Regions from separate parts of the Mus musculus genome. Here regions 1, 2 and 4 are each linked to region 3. A link is a contact called in public ChIA-PET and HiChIP or PLAC-seq data. All regions are on one chromosome and are shown on one strand. The core of a region is the stretch at or near the end of the contact, and the rest is flanking DNA. Distances in the headings are between cores, read along the strand shown.

Evidence for each region. ChIA-PET counts read pairs in DNA pulled down with a chosen protein or histone mark. HiChIP or PLAC-seq counts read pairs in DNA pulled down with a chosen protein or histone mark.
Region 1: an HNF4G HiChIP or PLAC-seq map of pancreatic cancer cells shows a contact between it and region 3. The contact joins the enhancer-like site here to the promoter of Tigar in region 3. A contact is called at or near these places in 3 of 39 promoter capture datasets (the 3T3-L1 cell line, hippocampal neurons and pre-B cells), 1 of 15 datasets of contacts at CTCF or cohesin (the NIH/3T3 cell line), 2 of 484 Hi-C or Micro-C datasets (B cells and muscle stem cells), 11 of 115 datasets of contacts at active chromatin or transcription factors (bone marrow-derived macrophages, craniofacial prominence, effector CD8 T cells and 8 more) and 4 of 9 other capture datasets (adipose tissue, liver, macrophages and 1 more).
Region 2: an HNF4G HiChIP or PLAC-seq map of pancreatic cancer cells shows a contact between it and region 3. The contact joins the enhancer-like site here to the promoter of Tigar in region 3. A contact is called at or near these places in 5 of 39 promoter capture datasets (the 3T3-L1 cell line, the C10 cell line, embryonic stem cells and 2 more), 3 of 15 datasets of contacts at CTCF or cohesin (CD8 T cells, the NIH/3T3 cell line and large pre-B cells), 2 of 484 Hi-C or Micro-C datasets (the G1E-ER4 cell line and bone marrow-derived macrophages), 15 of 115 datasets of contacts at active chromatin or transcription factors (bone marrow-derived macrophages, craniofacial prominence, double positive thymocytes and 9 more) and 4 of 9 other capture datasets (adipose tissue, liver, macrophages and 1 more).
Region 4: an RNA polymerase II ChIA-PET map of effector CD8 T cells shows a contact between it and region 3, with 14 read pairs. The contact joins the enhancer-like site here to the promoter of Tigar in region 3. A contact is called at or near these places in 2 of 39 promoter capture datasets (macrophages and pre-B cells), 1 of 484 Hi-C or Micro-C datasets (embryonic stem cells), 3 of 115 datasets of contacts at active chromatin or transcription factors (effector CD8 T cells, pancreatic cancer cells and stem cell-derived neural progenitor cells) and 3 of 9 other capture datasets (adipose tissue, liver and macrophages).

Annotation. Positions count from the first base shown.
Region 1 is chr6:127,328,288-127,331,830 of GRCm38.p6, reverse strand. No RefSeq gene overlaps it. Among named protein-coding and RNA genes, the nearest start is that of Gm52919, 8.9 kb to the right of the region's middle. Within about 2 kb of position 1,395, at least 227 of the 459 cell types and tissues checked have an H3K27ac peak or open chromatin away from gene starts, as enhancers often do. A contact at or near this core is called in B cells, the NIH/3T3 cell line, bone marrow-derived macrophages and 10 more, where this site is marked.
Region 2 is chr6:127,357,541-127,361,294 of GRCm38.p6, reverse strand. No RefSeq gene overlaps it. Among named protein-coding and RNA genes, the nearest start is that of Gm52919, 38 kb to the right of the region's middle. Within about 2 kb of position 1,799, at least 72 of the 459 cell types and tissues checked have an H3K27ac peak or open chromatin away from gene starts, as enhancers often do. A contact at or near this core is called in CD8 T cells, bone marrow-derived macrophages, extraembryonic endoderm stem cells and 1 more, where this site is marked.
Region 3 is chr6:127,107,191-127,110,958 of GRCm38.p6, reverse strand. Tigar (Trp53 induced glycolysis regulatory phosphatase) reads left to right here and starts at 1,407. Exons shown (of 6, transcript NM_177003.5): 1 at 1,407-1,523. The coding sequence starts at 1,492.
Region 4 is chr6:127,264,491-127,268,042 of GRCm38.p6, reverse strand. No RefSeq gene overlaps it. Among named protein-coding and RNA genes, the nearest start is that of Gm38404, 42 kb to the left of the region's middle. Within about 2 kb of position 1,757, at least 175 of the 459 cell types and tissues checked have an H3K27ac peak or open chromatin away from gene starts, as enhancers often do. A contact at or near this core is called in effector CD8 T cells, pre-B cells and stem cell-derived neural progenitor cells, where this site is marked.

The DNA of each region.
Region 1 (3,543 bases), core at 146-2,645, 220 kb before region 3:
ACCTCTACAACCAGGCTCTGCTTCTCAGACTTTTTCTTTTCTTTCTAAAAATAACTTCAATTTAATAATTATCACATGCTAGGAACTAAAGAGGTGCACAAAACAAACCAACAGTGGTTCCTATCCTGTCTAACAGAAGAAACTACAATTGTGGTTTGGGATGCCACATAAATGACAGCAACGGGACCTACAGAAAATTAAGGCACAGAGAGAATGGACCATTTCTGCAGAGACCTGGAAAACAGACAAGGGAAGAAACATGGTGTGTCTAAGTGATGGGGCAGGTGGTGCAAACGCTAGAGGCAAGCAGAGGGGATATGAAACTGTGCTGCACAGCTGGACAGAAGGGAGGCTGGAAGGGAAGAGAGGACCCTCTGTTTTGACTCAATGGCTAGATGCCATGTGCCAAATAAGAAAGCACTTGGGGGGTTCTGTGGGAAATCGGAACAGAGGGACTGGAATCAAACCTCAACGTTCCTTGCATACTCCAGATAAGAACCAGGCTTTGAGCCAGGGCCTGGGAAGAGGGCTGGCCTACATATCTCATTTTAGAGATGAGCAAACAGGACTGGGAGCTCTAGGTCTTCAGTGACACGCTTGCTTGGCCCGCAGGAGACCCTGGGTTTGATCCACAGCACTGCATAAAACCAAGTGTTAACTGTATAGTCCCACAATCCCAGCAACCGGGAGGTGGATCAGACATTTTAGGTCATCCTCAGTAGATTTAAGGCCAGCCTGGGACACACGAGACACTATCTCAAAAACAACCCCATACAACAAAAAAATGTATTTAGGTTGACAGAAGACAAGAGCTACGGTTGTGCCGGGCATAAAGGGCTCATGCCTGTAATCTTTCCTGCACTTCCACTCTAAAGGCTAGGGTAGAAAAAAAAGCCCTCACAAATTCTAGGCCTCCCTGAGCTGTAGGGTGAATTCTTTCTTGGCCAGCCAAGGCTAGGAGAGAACAGCCTTGTCTCAAATGAAGATGGCACGCTGATTCCTGGATCAGGCAGTGGCCAGGCCAGAACCCTTTCACTTCTTTGGGGTGATACCCTGGCCGGCTTGCCCTCTGCTGGGGTTCTGGTGGTGATGTCACGGAATGACTAATGGGAGCGGGACTTGCAAGCATCCTGATAGCAGAGGGGTCGCCCAGACCGGGGCCCCTGGAAGCGTGGGGCGGCAGCCCAGGAATGCACCCTAGCCTGCCTGAAGCCTGCACTCTCCCAGGCCCTACGGCGGGCTCCCGGGTAGGTGGCTCCGCCTTGGATCTTTTGCTTCCCTTAGCAGGCCTTACCTGCCTAAACAAACAGCCTGGGCCTCCCACCCGCTGCACGCCCGCCCCCGGGACAGGAAACAAGCGGTGACAGCTCCCGGCCCGCGCCTGCCGCCGACCCGCAGCCGGGTTAGCAACCCGGCGCCGCGGCGCTGCGATTGGCTGAGCGTGGCCCAAGAGGCGCCGCGCCGCTCCAATGGGCGGCCGCCGGAGGCCGCGGGGAGCGAGGTTTTACATGCCTGTGGTATTTGCTCAGAGGGGCATGACCACTTTGGGCAAGTCTTTAAATGTGAGTCAGCTTTCGGCTGATCCCTGGGAAAAATTCCTTCGGTGTTGTCAGGCAGGGTTCGCTAGCTGTAGCTTTTTTTTTTTTCCGCCCCCAACAATTCAAAAGGGATAATCCTACTGAATGGGGGAAGGCATTCGGACCCTGTCCGGGGTCCCCAACCAGAGGCCCCTTTAACTCTGAGGTGGGGCCCCTCCTCGAAGCTGATTTCTGCAGGGTCAGGACCCTAGCCCTCTTCCCCCCACCGCCCCCATCGCGTGCCCCATAGCGACTTCAGCATTGCACACAAGGGCCAGGGGGCACCCAGGCCTCAGGGGACGCAGCGCCATAAGACAGCAGGAAGGCTTGCTTCCCAGGGCTGCCTCTTGGCCCTCTCAGATTCCAGGCTTGGATCCAGCATAGGGGTGGTCACTTACCACCTCTCTAAGCTTAGATTCCTCTTTGGCAAAGCAAAAGACTTATGCTAGTTTGGTCTTTCCAGCTTGCTTGGGCAAGCCCTTTTTGCATTCTTGGCCTCAGTTTCCACGGAAGAGGGTCAAGTTGATGTGGAAGCGTCCCGAAGCATCCTTCCAGTTCTATTTGTGCCCCTCGGGAAGCCCACGAGCTTGGGGTTCACACAGCCCGGTTTCTCACTACACAACTGCGGAGAGACGCCACGTGTCATCTCAGAGACATCCAGCAGCCGGGTGTGAAGGGGGTGGGGGCCACCAAAAAAAAAAAAAAAAAAGGCTAAAGGCTGAAGGAAATAAGCAGGCACTTGAGGATTTACGTGTAATTTGGTTTTAAATGAACATCTTGTGCAGAAGAAGAGGCAATTTGGCACCTGCTGCTGGTGAGTTAATAGCTTAGGCACTTGGTAACGGCCACAATACTGCGAAGAGACCATTAGTGGATGTGGCATGTGGCAGAGCGTTATGGGCAGGGCTGCTAGCTTGGGAAGCCTCCCTCGGAAGACAAGGCAGGCGGCAGTGCTTTGCCTGCTTTAGGGGGCTTTAGTGGAGCCCTTAAAGCCTTGCATTTCATGGGAGCACAGGGTGCTTCTCTGTGTTACCAGCGTGGTTTGCCATAAAAAGCTCTGTTCTCTGCTGCTCATCGGCTGTGACCATGGGCAGGTCACTAGCCTGCCTTGGTCTCCTCTTCCCTAGCTGTAAAGATGTGTTAATCCCATTGCCTTCCTAACATCCCCTGACCTCCCCAAGCCCTGATCTCCATGATTAAATATATACACCATTACTTTAGAACTGCTGAACACCGGGGCTCTTTAGGCAGTTATTTATGTTGAAGTTTTTGTTTGTTTGCTTGTTACAATATTTATTTGTTTGTTTATTTATTTGAGATGCTGCTTATGGCAGCCAGAAGACAACTTTCTCTCTTTCCATCCTGTGATTTCTGGAACTGGAACTCAGGTCATCAGACTAGGTAGCCAGTGCCTTTACCACCCCCACTTCCCAAGTCATCTTTGCCAGCCCTTCAGCATTATTTTTAAGTAGATGGTGGTAACAAATTGTTCATCCCATTCTACAGATGGATAGAAATTGGGTGTCTGCTGCCCATCAGCTGAGACTGCCACAGAGCACTTGTTTGGTAACAAGGTTTCCATGTCGGCCTGGGAATCAGTATTGTTTCCTTCATTTCTTCACATTGGAGCTTGCCCTGCCTTGGCCCCCTCAGCTGGCCACCATTCCCCACCCCACCCCCATCTTCATGTCTCCACCTCAGCTAGCTCCTTCCAACATCCTCTGAGTCAAATGGATTGTGCTGCACCTTGGACAAGCTTGTAGACCTTGGTAAAGAAAATGAAGCCAAACCAGACGGGACAATTTCTTTCTCACCCCTTCAGATCTCCCTGCTTCTGTGAGGCATTTATTGAGGTAGGAGGAAAGGAACAAGCTGAAGGAAAGAAAGGGCCATAATCACAAAGGAAAGGGTTTTTTTTTTTTTAATTCCTTCTGCTGGGGAATTGGTTCAGTTGGACCCCGAGGAG
Region 2 (3,754 bases), core at 550-3,049, 250 kb before region 3:
TAATGGACATGGTCCCCACAGGGGGAAGCTCTCACCTTTTCTATCACCTCCTAGATCTTGTCTAGGAGAGAGAATGAACATTGCCCTCACCAGAAAACACACAGGAAAAGGTGACAGCCAGCATTTCTTACAAGCAGATCTGACTCCCGTGACAGTGGTTTCAAACCACTGACACCTCTGCCTTGATCCTCGGGGCTGAGAAGCCTCCCAGGCGGCTGCAGCAGCAGCGGTGATGGCTGCTGCTGCTGCTGCTCCTGCTGCTGCTCCTGCTGCTCCTGCTGCTCCTGCTGCTCCTGCTGCTCCTGCTGCTCCTGTTGCTCCTGCTGCTGCTGCTGCTGCTGCTGCTGCTGCTGCTGCTGCTGCTGCTGCTGCTGCTGTTGTTGTTGTTGTTGTTGTTGTTGGAGATGGAGACTCACATAACCCAGGCTGGCTTAGATCCACCCATGTGTCAGAGGATGACCTTAGACTGTTGATAACGCCTACCTCCCAGCCGCTGGATAATAAGCACAATGACCCACCTGTGACATGATTTGAAACAGTATAAATAGTGATGAAGGCTGGGAAGGAGGAGGGGGAGGAAGAAGAAGAAGAGGAAGAGGAGGAAGAGGAGGAAGAAGAAGGCAACAAAAATATTTAACTAATAGAAATAAACCTGGCCCATCCATAAGACACTAGTGAAGTAAACTGTGATGTCGTTACATCATGGAAATGAGTAGTTTTGAAGTGTATTGATGTGGGAAAGTTATCCTGCATGTATTTTCCTGGGGCAGGGGAGGTTTTAGAACAGAATACAGAGCATGCTTCCTTTTAGCCTAAAGGGGAAAAAATCAACACTGATGTACATTTGCATGTTCATGTTTGTAGAAATGCCGAGATAAAGAGCGGAAAGTTCTAACCATGATTGGCTCCTGCAGGGGAAAGAAGAGGCATAAGAAAGGCTGTAGATAATGCAACAAGATTGATGGACGTTTACTTGAAGCCATTTTATTGTTTTAGTTGTTGACCCGTGTGAATTGCGTTACCTAATCCAAAATCGTTGTTGGAGATGTGTACTTTGTCTAATTAGATTAAGGAATGGCAATAGATAGATAGATAGATAGATAGATAGATAGATAGATAGATAGATAGATAGATAGATAGATAGATGCCTCCAGTGTCAGAAGTTCTGGATAGATCCATGTACGTTTAGATGCCTAGAACAGCTCAAAGATAAACAAAGCCTGCAGAGAATGTTGGGGTAGGGGGTTGAAGGGAAGACCCCTGATCGTGTTCCCCAGAACCAGCAGCCAGGATGGACTCTTGGGCCAAGAGGTAGACAGCCTCCATAACTTAAGGATCGGTGGGAGCTGTCAGATGGGTTTCCCATCTGGAACTGGGCATCTCGCAATTCTGATTTGTGTGGTTGCAACCGAACTGGCGGATTCCGTGAAAAGCAGCCCAGCTCGTACTGAACAGAAAGGAGGGATCCTGTTTGCTATGTTCTGAGAGTCCTGAGTTACGGGCAGGCAGGAGAGTCTTAAGCTGCACTCTGCGAGTATGGGGCTATGACTCAGGCGTTAACACTGGCTAGGAGGAAGTCTGTGGCCCTCACTACTGAGACATGGAGCAGAAAGGCTTCCTTCAGTGGAGTATGTGTGGCTGGCTGCCCACTTCGCCTGCAGCCTGGGGAATGAGTGAGCACACGGCTCACCTGAAACCAAGGAGTGGCCCTTTATCATGAAGCTGTTCCAAAAGCTGTTTGCCTGAGTCTTCAAACCAGTTTCCAAGCAAAGGAAAACTCAGGGGCCAACATGGTGAGGACGCTGCTACCAGCAGAGGGCAGTGACGTCCTGTCATTTACTGTCCAATGGCCATAAATTAATCTTTGGGTTTTTTTAAAAAATCATATGCATACTTCCTTAGTTCATCTGTCTAAGCTACCTTTTTCCTGTAGTTCCCTTCAAGATAGAATGACCTATCTCTGGTCAGTTTCTACACTTCAGTGATGGACAGTTGAGGTCACAGTCCTTGGTCACAAAGTGCCCACCCCCCTCATTTGGCTAAACCCACTGTGTGCTGGAATGAACTTGAATTCTACATGGTAATTCCTTCTTAATAACTTTCAAAGACCATGGGATTGTTTCCTGGGAAAAGGAGAGCCGGGCGCCTTCCCTCTCCCCTCTCAGGGCCTATGACCTCTCTTTATCTCCCCAACAGAACCATATCTAATTGTGAGAAGAGGCCAGGCTCAGGAAACCTGGGCTCCTCTGGGCAGAGAGCAGGCGGGACACACACCGGCCTGAGAGACACTGCTCAGGGTTCAAAGGAGCGGCTGTCAATACCACCACAGTGAGGGTAACCCACTGACTGACTGAGAGTGAACCTGTGAGGGAAATCCATTGACTGACCAAGAGGGGGCCTGCATCCATTATTGTCATGGTCTGTGTTTTGGTTTTGTTTTGTTTTGTTTTGTTTTTCATCTCCCTGGAGCCCCTGATACCCCAGGGCCTGTATTCTGAGTCTTTTTTTAAAAGATTTATTTCTTTATTATATGTAAGTACACTGTAGCTATCTTCAGACGTTCCAGAAGAGGGCGTCAGATCTCATTACGGGTGGTTGTGAGCCACCATGTGGTTGCTGGGATTTGAACTCAGGACCTTTGGAAGAGCAGTCAGTGCTCTTACCTGCTGAGCCATCTCGCCAGCCCTGTATTCTGAGTCTTGATGGTTGAGTTTTCCTGTATTCCTCTCTTCAAAAATTCTAAGAGATAAAACTCTTTGCTCCCAGAATAATAGTTTCCTATCAACCTTGGGGAAGCCCTTTGTCTCTGAGGTTTTCTGACCCTCACACATTTTATCTGATAAGTAAGATTCACTGACTGGCCACTTTCAATGCTGATATGTCAAGCCCTTGGAATATAGAGGGGAATGCCTGCAGAGAAGGCTCACTAGTAGGCACAACAACAAATTGATGTGGCCTGGGGCACTAGCTGATCATAAGTGACTCTCCCTCAACCCCCAAGGCAACACACATTCCTGAAAGTCAGCGTTACTAAAGTCAGTTTGGGCCACCTGGGGCAGAGTATATCATGAAGTATCTTGCAGACATAAAGAGGGGTTAGAACAGAAAAAAATATATCAAAACACCCAAACAAGGGCCCATGCATGTCGCACACAGCAAGGACATGGAGTTCTTTGGAGAGTTTAAGATAGGCTTCCTGGTGGGAGGTCCCCCAAAGTGCTCACTACTTGTGCGCTTGGCTTGCTGCAGAGATGAAAGGGTAGACTTTGGAGAGGTGCAGGTTGGGGCTGTTTGGTGTTTGGAATTCATTTTCCTCAGTTATAGCAAATACCCACAGCCCTGTAGATACACCCTGAGCATAAAGAGACCACAAAGCAAGCATTGCTGCCCCACGATGACATCTCTCATCTTCCTGGTTCTAAGCTATGCTTTCCTGCATAATTACTGGGAATCCACATGCCTTTGAGGGCCTGGGGGTTATGAGTAGCCTGGAGAGGCTGAAAGGGCACGCAGCCCGCATGCTCATGCGTGTGGCTGATGCAAATCCCTGCCCCCAAAGACATTTTAGAAATCTTTTAAGGCCAACTTGATGGTGGAGCCACTCCTCCTAGGTAAGAGATGACTGAAAAGAATGGTGTCTGGTATCAGATGCTGTACATAAAGAATCAAACGCTGTACATAAAGATCGTCTAAGCCGTAGCATCATGGCAACCCAGGATACTTAGGAGGCAGGAATGATTTCTGTTCTTTTTCT
Region 3 (3,768 bases), core at 158-2,657:
TGGATCCCAAGAGACTGGGAGTCTCTCCATCTCTCCGGGAATCTCTTGCTGGAGTGAGAAAAAGTCCTGAAGGCAGTCAGAGGAGGGAACAGTCTCTGGAAGGAACATCACTTGCTAGAGATAGGCAGAGATGAGACATTCCTCTGTGGGCGACTACACCTTGGTGGCTGGGCTGCTTAGGCATGTCTATCTCTTAGCTTCCATTTAAAATTTCAGAGAAAATTTAGGATCCCACCAATGGACTGAGGTGAGGAACAGTGGATACACTGAATAAACCTCTTTTTCCTCCTTTTTTTCCCTCACTATTTATTTGGCTCTCAGTTGTCTTAGGAAGGCTAGATGGCCAGGCCTGGCTGGCTGGGCACAGGCTGTTGACCTCCAGCCCCTATAGCCCTTTTGTCCCTATGTTCCTATTATATGGCTGAGGACTAGAGGCTCAGTCTCAGTCTTGAAGACATCTATTTATTTGTTGATATTTCTTTTTATTTTATGTGTCTAGGTGCTCTGCCTGAATGTCTGTGCATAACGTGAGCCCAGAGGTCAGCAGAAAGTAAATGGTCTTCCTGGAACTGCAGTTACAGATGTTTGATTGCCTCTGTGGGTGCACTGGGCTTTGAACCTGGTTCTCCAGAGGAGCAAATAATCTGGGCTCTTAAAGGGTTAAGCCAACTCCCCAACCCCTCTCGAGGGGTTTTATACAGAACCTTTGTCCCTGCATTTGTTTTTAAGGAAACGACTTTCCTCTAGATCAGTGCAACAGAGATAACGTTCATTACAATAGGAATTATTTTAAGAAATGGTTGAATTAAACTCTTAATACAACAGGTATCAGTGGAGAGCTCTAGAGTAACTTAATTATAAATGATAGCAGCATTAGCGAAAATACTTGGTAATAATGTTTGGGAGGACCAGGCTCAGCAAAGCAGAAGGCAAGAAAGTGGCCTGACAAAAGTCTTTGGTTAAGAAGTTGAGAGAGAAACTAGGTTGGTTTGGATCTACATACCTACTTTGACCTCACTTCCCAGGTAAAGGATAACAGCTAACCCTCAAAGGATGCAGTCTGGCTGTGTAACCACCAGAGGAGAGCCATCGCCTTGGCACACTACAGGCACACTACACCTTGCACGCCTTCCTCAAATCAGTTCAGCATAAAACAATCAAAGCAGTCCTTATCTGTCCCTGGTGCAGGCGGCGGTCTAGCTCTGGCAAGACTCCAGGGCGTTAACCCAGGGCGGGGCCGCGCGCACCTGCCAGGCGCCAATCACAGGTTGGCGCGCAGGAGCGCAAGCGCCACTGGCCTGGGCGGGGCTTCTCCGGTTTCAGGCTCCACCTTTATTGGCAACCCTGTGGTGACGTTCAGCCGCCTCGACCAATAGCTACGGGGCCGGTCCGCCGTGCAGACGGAAGTAGTGCAGGCAAAGTGGTCCCAGAGTCAGGCGCAGCGAGGTGCTGCTGCAGAGCCGGGTCGTGGCTCACGCGTCTTGTGCCAAAATGCCGCGCTTCGCCTTGACCGTTATCCGCCAGTGAGTATCGCAGTTGCCGGGAGCTTCCTGGCCTGGGTCTCTTCTGGTCCCTACGTGCTCCAATCCGGGGAGGGTGGGCTTTCCATGTGCTTTTTCTTTGCATCCTCTCGTGTCCAATCTTTTATCCGCGACACCCTGCGTGAGGAAGCCGGGTCTTAAATGTCAAGAGCCTTGCGTTTTCCACGAGGAAAGAAGTGTGGAGAAGCACACGATCACGGTTCCCAGCCATTGCGAGAAGACATGACCCGGCCTCTCGACTTTTCAGTGTGACCTTTTCTGCCCCCTAGTAAATTCCAGAGTTTTTAGAATTGCTGAGCCACACCTCATCTATCCTATGCTGGTTGCCTTATTTTCTCACCCTCCCCTCCCCCTTTCTCCTTGCATCGGGGGTACTTTTGCAATTTACCTCCCTTCAGAGGCTACAGTTCTGAGGGAAAAAATTAGAGAGTTCGAGATCTCCGTCTCAGTCGACTGCATCACCCTGAACAAACATTTTTATCATGACAGATTTCATGGAGCAGAATCTGGCTTTAGGTCACCTATCGTTTTCCTTCCCAGTACATGTTTGCCTGGTGATGATGGTAGGCAGATTCAGGGTGGGTAAGAGGAGGGAAGTTTCAAGGCGTTGCTTGGTTGGGATTCAGGCTCCTCGTTGGGATTCAGTAGCTGCCTCGTAGGACAGACTTAATCTTTCTGACCTGCGTTCCGATAAGCAGATTGGTGGCAGCAGTCTTTCTAATCTCTCTGGATCTAACCAAATGGAGAGGATGGAGCACATGGAGCAGAGAGGAAGAAATATGCCCGAGAATTAAATAACGTGTTCTTCTGTAAGCAAAGCTCAGATAAAAAGCAGCTGAGTCTCACCTGTGTAGTCAGGGCTTATCAGAACAGCTTCTCGGAGCGGGACTGATTACCGTTTCCGGCTTCATAGGGCTCACAGGAACGCTGACAGCGTTTGAACCTTGTGGCGACCTTCTTCAACGCATGCTTTTTCTGTCCAGCTTCCTCTTTATAGGAAGATGGTCTCCAGCATCATGTGAAGTGGACCTTTAGGATTCAGGGATTTTAGTGGCTAAATTAGAACTCTGGTTCCCTGTGTCTTTCTGTGTCCCTGTGCTTTCTAGAATGTTCCGGGAGATGATACCGCTTTATTGGGAGCACTAAAGGAACATGAACCCCCTTGTCCTCTTTTCAATGTAGACCCTGCTGGGAAACGATCCCTACTTAGATTTTTTTTTTTTTTTTTTTTTTGGTTTTTCGAGACAGGGTTTCTCTGTAGTCTTGGCTGTCCTGGAACTCACTTTATAGTCCAGGCTGGCCTTGAACTCAGAAATCCGCCTGTCTCTGCCTCCCAAGTGCTAGGATTAAAGGCGTGCGCCACCACCGCCCGCCCCCTACTTAGATTCTTAACGGGCAATATCTGTGTGAATATGGAGTATCTGTGATTCACTGGAGAGTAAGGGGAGTCAGACTCCAGGGAACTTAAAGTTGTGGGGCAAGTATTTGAACCAGAGCAAATTAACCCACTATTCTCTGCTTCTTGGTTATCTTAAAGCCTAGTGTTCGAAGGTCACTTGGAAATATCACCTGGTCTAATTTTAGTGGGTAGTAAGAATAGGTTTCTTCAACAGTTGTGGCAGCATACTTAAAACCCCAGCAGTCAGTAGGTAGAAGAGTTGAAGGCCAGCCTGGTCTACATTAGCAGCCAGAGGAACATAGTGGAATCCTGTCTCAAAGTTTTATTCTCTTTTAGACACAGGAAGACTAGTATGTTGAAATAGACAGGGCTGTGGCTAGCTGCTGTCCTGGCATGGTCATCCCAGGTTTCCTCTTTCTGTTGGACTTGTGACAGATAGAAGCCTGGTTGGTTCAAGAACAAACATGCTTTCACATTTGACTGGTAGTCACCATAGGTAAATCTAACAACTCATGGGAAAGTTGGCTAATTACATTGGGCTGTACTATAATGCAAGACAAATTTAAAGCAATTTTTTTTTTTGTGTCTAACCAAATCCTTCATGGAATTTTATGTGTATCCTAATTTGTCATGTTTTAAATATTCTAGTAATCAATTAATTTTATGAGTATAGGTGTTTGCATGTATGTCTGTGTAGCATGTGTGTTCCTGGTGCCCACAGAGGCAAGAAGAGGGGGTCAGATCTCCTAGAATTGGAGCTCTGGACATTTGTTAGCCTGCCACGTGGGTGCTGGGAATTGAACCTGGGTCCTATGGAAGAGCAGTCAG
Region 4 (3,552 bases), core at 508-3,007, 160 kb before region 3:
AGGGTAGGAGAAAAGGAGGGGGAGAGATAGAGAGGAGGAGGAGGAATGAAGAAAGGAGAGGAGAGGGGAGAAGGAAAAGGAGGGGACAGGTCCATCAACCTCTCCTGACCCCGCCCCCGACCCCGCCCCCCAGCAGTGGTTTCTGTTCCTAGCATCTTTGTACTGAAGATGGGCCCGTGGACAAGGATGGCTCCAGCATCAATACATTCCTAGAAGGACAGTGTCGTGATCACCGTTCCTTTGCTATGAATCACATGGCCAAGCAAAGACCCTGATACTTCCAAGTCCATTCACAGGAAGGCAGTGCCCCAGCTCTCTGCCCCAGTTCTCTGCCCCAGCCTTTGGGAAGACTCCTGGTCTGAAAGTAGGGAAGAATTCTAGAGGTCTTTTCAGCCATGCCCCTGCCTCCTGGAATGTCTACAACTCATCTGATGTGAAGCCCAGGGAGTCTGTGTAACAAACTAAGCATTCAGGAGGGGACAAGAACCTGGTGGCCTTTTCATTTTCCACTACAAGGGGCTACAGAAGAGAAGGCAGGGAAAGGAGAAAAAAACCTCTCCCTACCAGTCTCTTCTTCTTCCTTTGTTTCCAAGTCAGGGGTCATGTCTGCCCTACCTGTCACTGTCTTCATCCTGTGAGGACTGTCATCCTGACAGACTCTGTATTCCCCGAGGAGGCAAGCCTCTAGGCACACCTGGGAGGGATTTCCTAGATTGGGCTAGCCTCATGCTCTGTGAGCCACTCTCTTCATTAGATTGAGGTGGGAAGACTCACCCTGAATATGGGTGTCACCGTCCCCTGGCCTGGGTCCTGGGCTGAATAAAAAGGAGATATCAAGCCAAACACAACGTTCATCTGGCTTCCTGCTCTCTGACTCTGCCGGTACAATGTGATCAGTTGCCTCAAGCTTCCGACTCCCCTGCCCTGATGGATTGCACCCTGCAACTGTGAGCCAAAGTCTTTCCTTCCTTCCTTAAATTGCTTTTGTCGGGGTATTTTGTCATAGCAGCAGAACGGTAACTAGCACGCCCCCTACTGGCCACAAATCTATAACACCCACCGCTGCTGGAAGCCATCATTCTCTCTCAATAGTGGCAACTGCTCTGCTGGCGGCCAGCATCACTCTGCCTTAGAAACCGAATCTTTCACTTTGGGCCATTCAGTGTTTGCAGTAACTCCGCTCTGGGAGTGTTTTATGATTGTCCCTTCAACAAGCAGAAAACTGCGGACCAGCAAAATAAGACAAAGCCCTCCAGCTTGCTTTCCCACTACATAGACATACAGGCACCCCTTGGAATGATTTCCACAGGGAAATTTCGAGGAACCCAGGCACCCTCTGCTACCTCCTGATGAACAGGAGGGGCACACTGGCAGGCCACAGCACAGTGAACTGCCCCAACACCCCATGGGAAGGGCCGTGAGGTGTTCCCTCCAGAATGTTGACTGTCATTTCCCCTGGCTTAATTGCAAGGCAGGCATTAACGGACCCAGAGAGTCAGCGTCCTTCACAGTCGCCTGCAGAAGCGCTGGAATTTCTGAGCTTCCTCAGAGATGAGCAAGGTCCTGGGGAAAAGGGCTGGGGAGGGGGGGAGGCGCGGGGAGTCCAGGGGCCAGTGCCCCTCAGGTCGGTATTCCGGAAACATCCCGGTCACTTTGGATTCGGCAGCGCAGGAAGGAAGGTTCTTGTTAGCGCCCAGTTTCCTGTGGGCAGGAGGATGATCTCAAACAGCTCCCAGCGCCTGGGCCGGCAGCCAGCTGTCTTGGATGGTCAGAAGGTGAAATTTGAATGCTGGTGAATGGGAGAGCGGAAGTTCAGCAAGACTGAGCTGAGCCCCATTCATGAAAAAGATCTAGTCTCACTTCCTTATTGCCAGGAGTCGTGTGTGTGTGTGTGTGTGTGTGTGTGTGTGTGTGTGTGTGTGTGTGTGTGTGTGTGTGTGTGTTGTCTGCTCATGGGAGAGCGAACAACTACTTTCTGTCTCATTTCTTCCCCAGACTCCCACTCTTCCTTTTTTTTTTTTTTTTCCTGTCTCAAAATACGAAGCTTATCCTCAGGAAACTGCCAAAAAATGTGTAGCTGGTCTGTGGTTTGCCAAAAAAACGAAAGAAAAAAAAAAGATAAATTCATGCAAAAAGCAGCATCCCACTTCCCCAAGCCTGCGAGCTCTCCCTTCTCTGAGTCTGTCTCTGTCTGTCTTTCAGTCTCTCCACTCTCTGTGTCTCTGTCTTTCTCTTCTCTTCTCTTCTCTTCTCCTTCTCCTTCTCCTTCTCCTTCTCCTTCTCCTTCTCCTTCTCCTTCTCCTTCTCCTTCTCCTTCTCCTTCTCCTTCTTCTTCTCTCTCTCTCTCTCTCTCTCTCTCTCTCTCTCTCTCTCTCTCTCTCTCTCTCTCTCTCTTCCTCTCCTTGTGGTCCTCTATTCCAGCCCCTCCTAGCTTAGAGTGGTAAAATTAACCCCTAGGGGGTGCTGGACTGTGAACTACGGTAAAGGCTGACCCCAGGGAACCATTCTGAAGCTAAACATGGGCTTTCTCTGGGTAAAAGTTCATGGCCATACAAGGCTCTGGGAGGCCCACCGTGAGCAGCCAAGCACCCAGTCAGCCACACTTACTCCCAGAATCACTGGAACCTTGCAGCCATTTGGGTAAGAGCATGATGACCCCAAAGTCCTCGAAAGGGCGAGAGAGAGAGAGAGAGAGAGAGAGAGAGAGAGAGAGAGAGAGAGAGAGAAACAGAGAGAGGGCGATGTGAAACTCCCATACTTGTCTCTTGGGTCTCAGTCAAGAAATGCTTAGTGAGCATCCCTAACTTCACAGCAACGTTGGAGGTGGTGCACCTGCCACCACCGTTGAGGGCACTTCTTGGGCATAGCAGGTGGAAGGGCACTACGGTACTTTCCCCACCTGTAGCCAACGTTCTTTGTTGTTGACACCCCAAGAAACCTCAGTCTTGTTGATCCTGTGCCTTTATGACAATTCTCACTCATGACAACCTCTCAGGGAGTGTGGAAAGGGATGCTATGAGTACTAATATCTTCAGTCCACTGGTGACCCAACGCCGTTTAGATGTCAGGGATTTCTAGACTCCTATCTTTTGTGTTGTTCAAGTAGTACTGACAACTTCAAGAGCTACTGTGACGATCTGGAGAAATGGCTCAGCTGGTAATGCTTCTTGTGCAAGCATGAGGACTCGAATTCCCATCCCCAACACCCAACATAGAAATGGGGTGAGATGTCGGTGACCCCTGTGTTAGAGGGCAGGGTAGAGACAGGTGGATGCTGAGGCTTGGTGGCCAGCCAGCCCAGGTGAATCAGTGAGCTCCAGGCTCAGGGGCAGAAGTTGTCTCAAAAAAATAAGGAGCAGAAACTATTATTCCTGACAACCTACTGTGGACTTCAGGCTTCCGTGCATGGATTGGATGGACGTGCACTTGTGTGCACAGACAGACAGACACTGATGGACAGATACACACACACACGGGAGCAGGGGTAGAAAGAGAGCTATATTTATCTTTTCCCATCTGGAGTTATTCTTCACCATGTTGAACAGAAGGGGG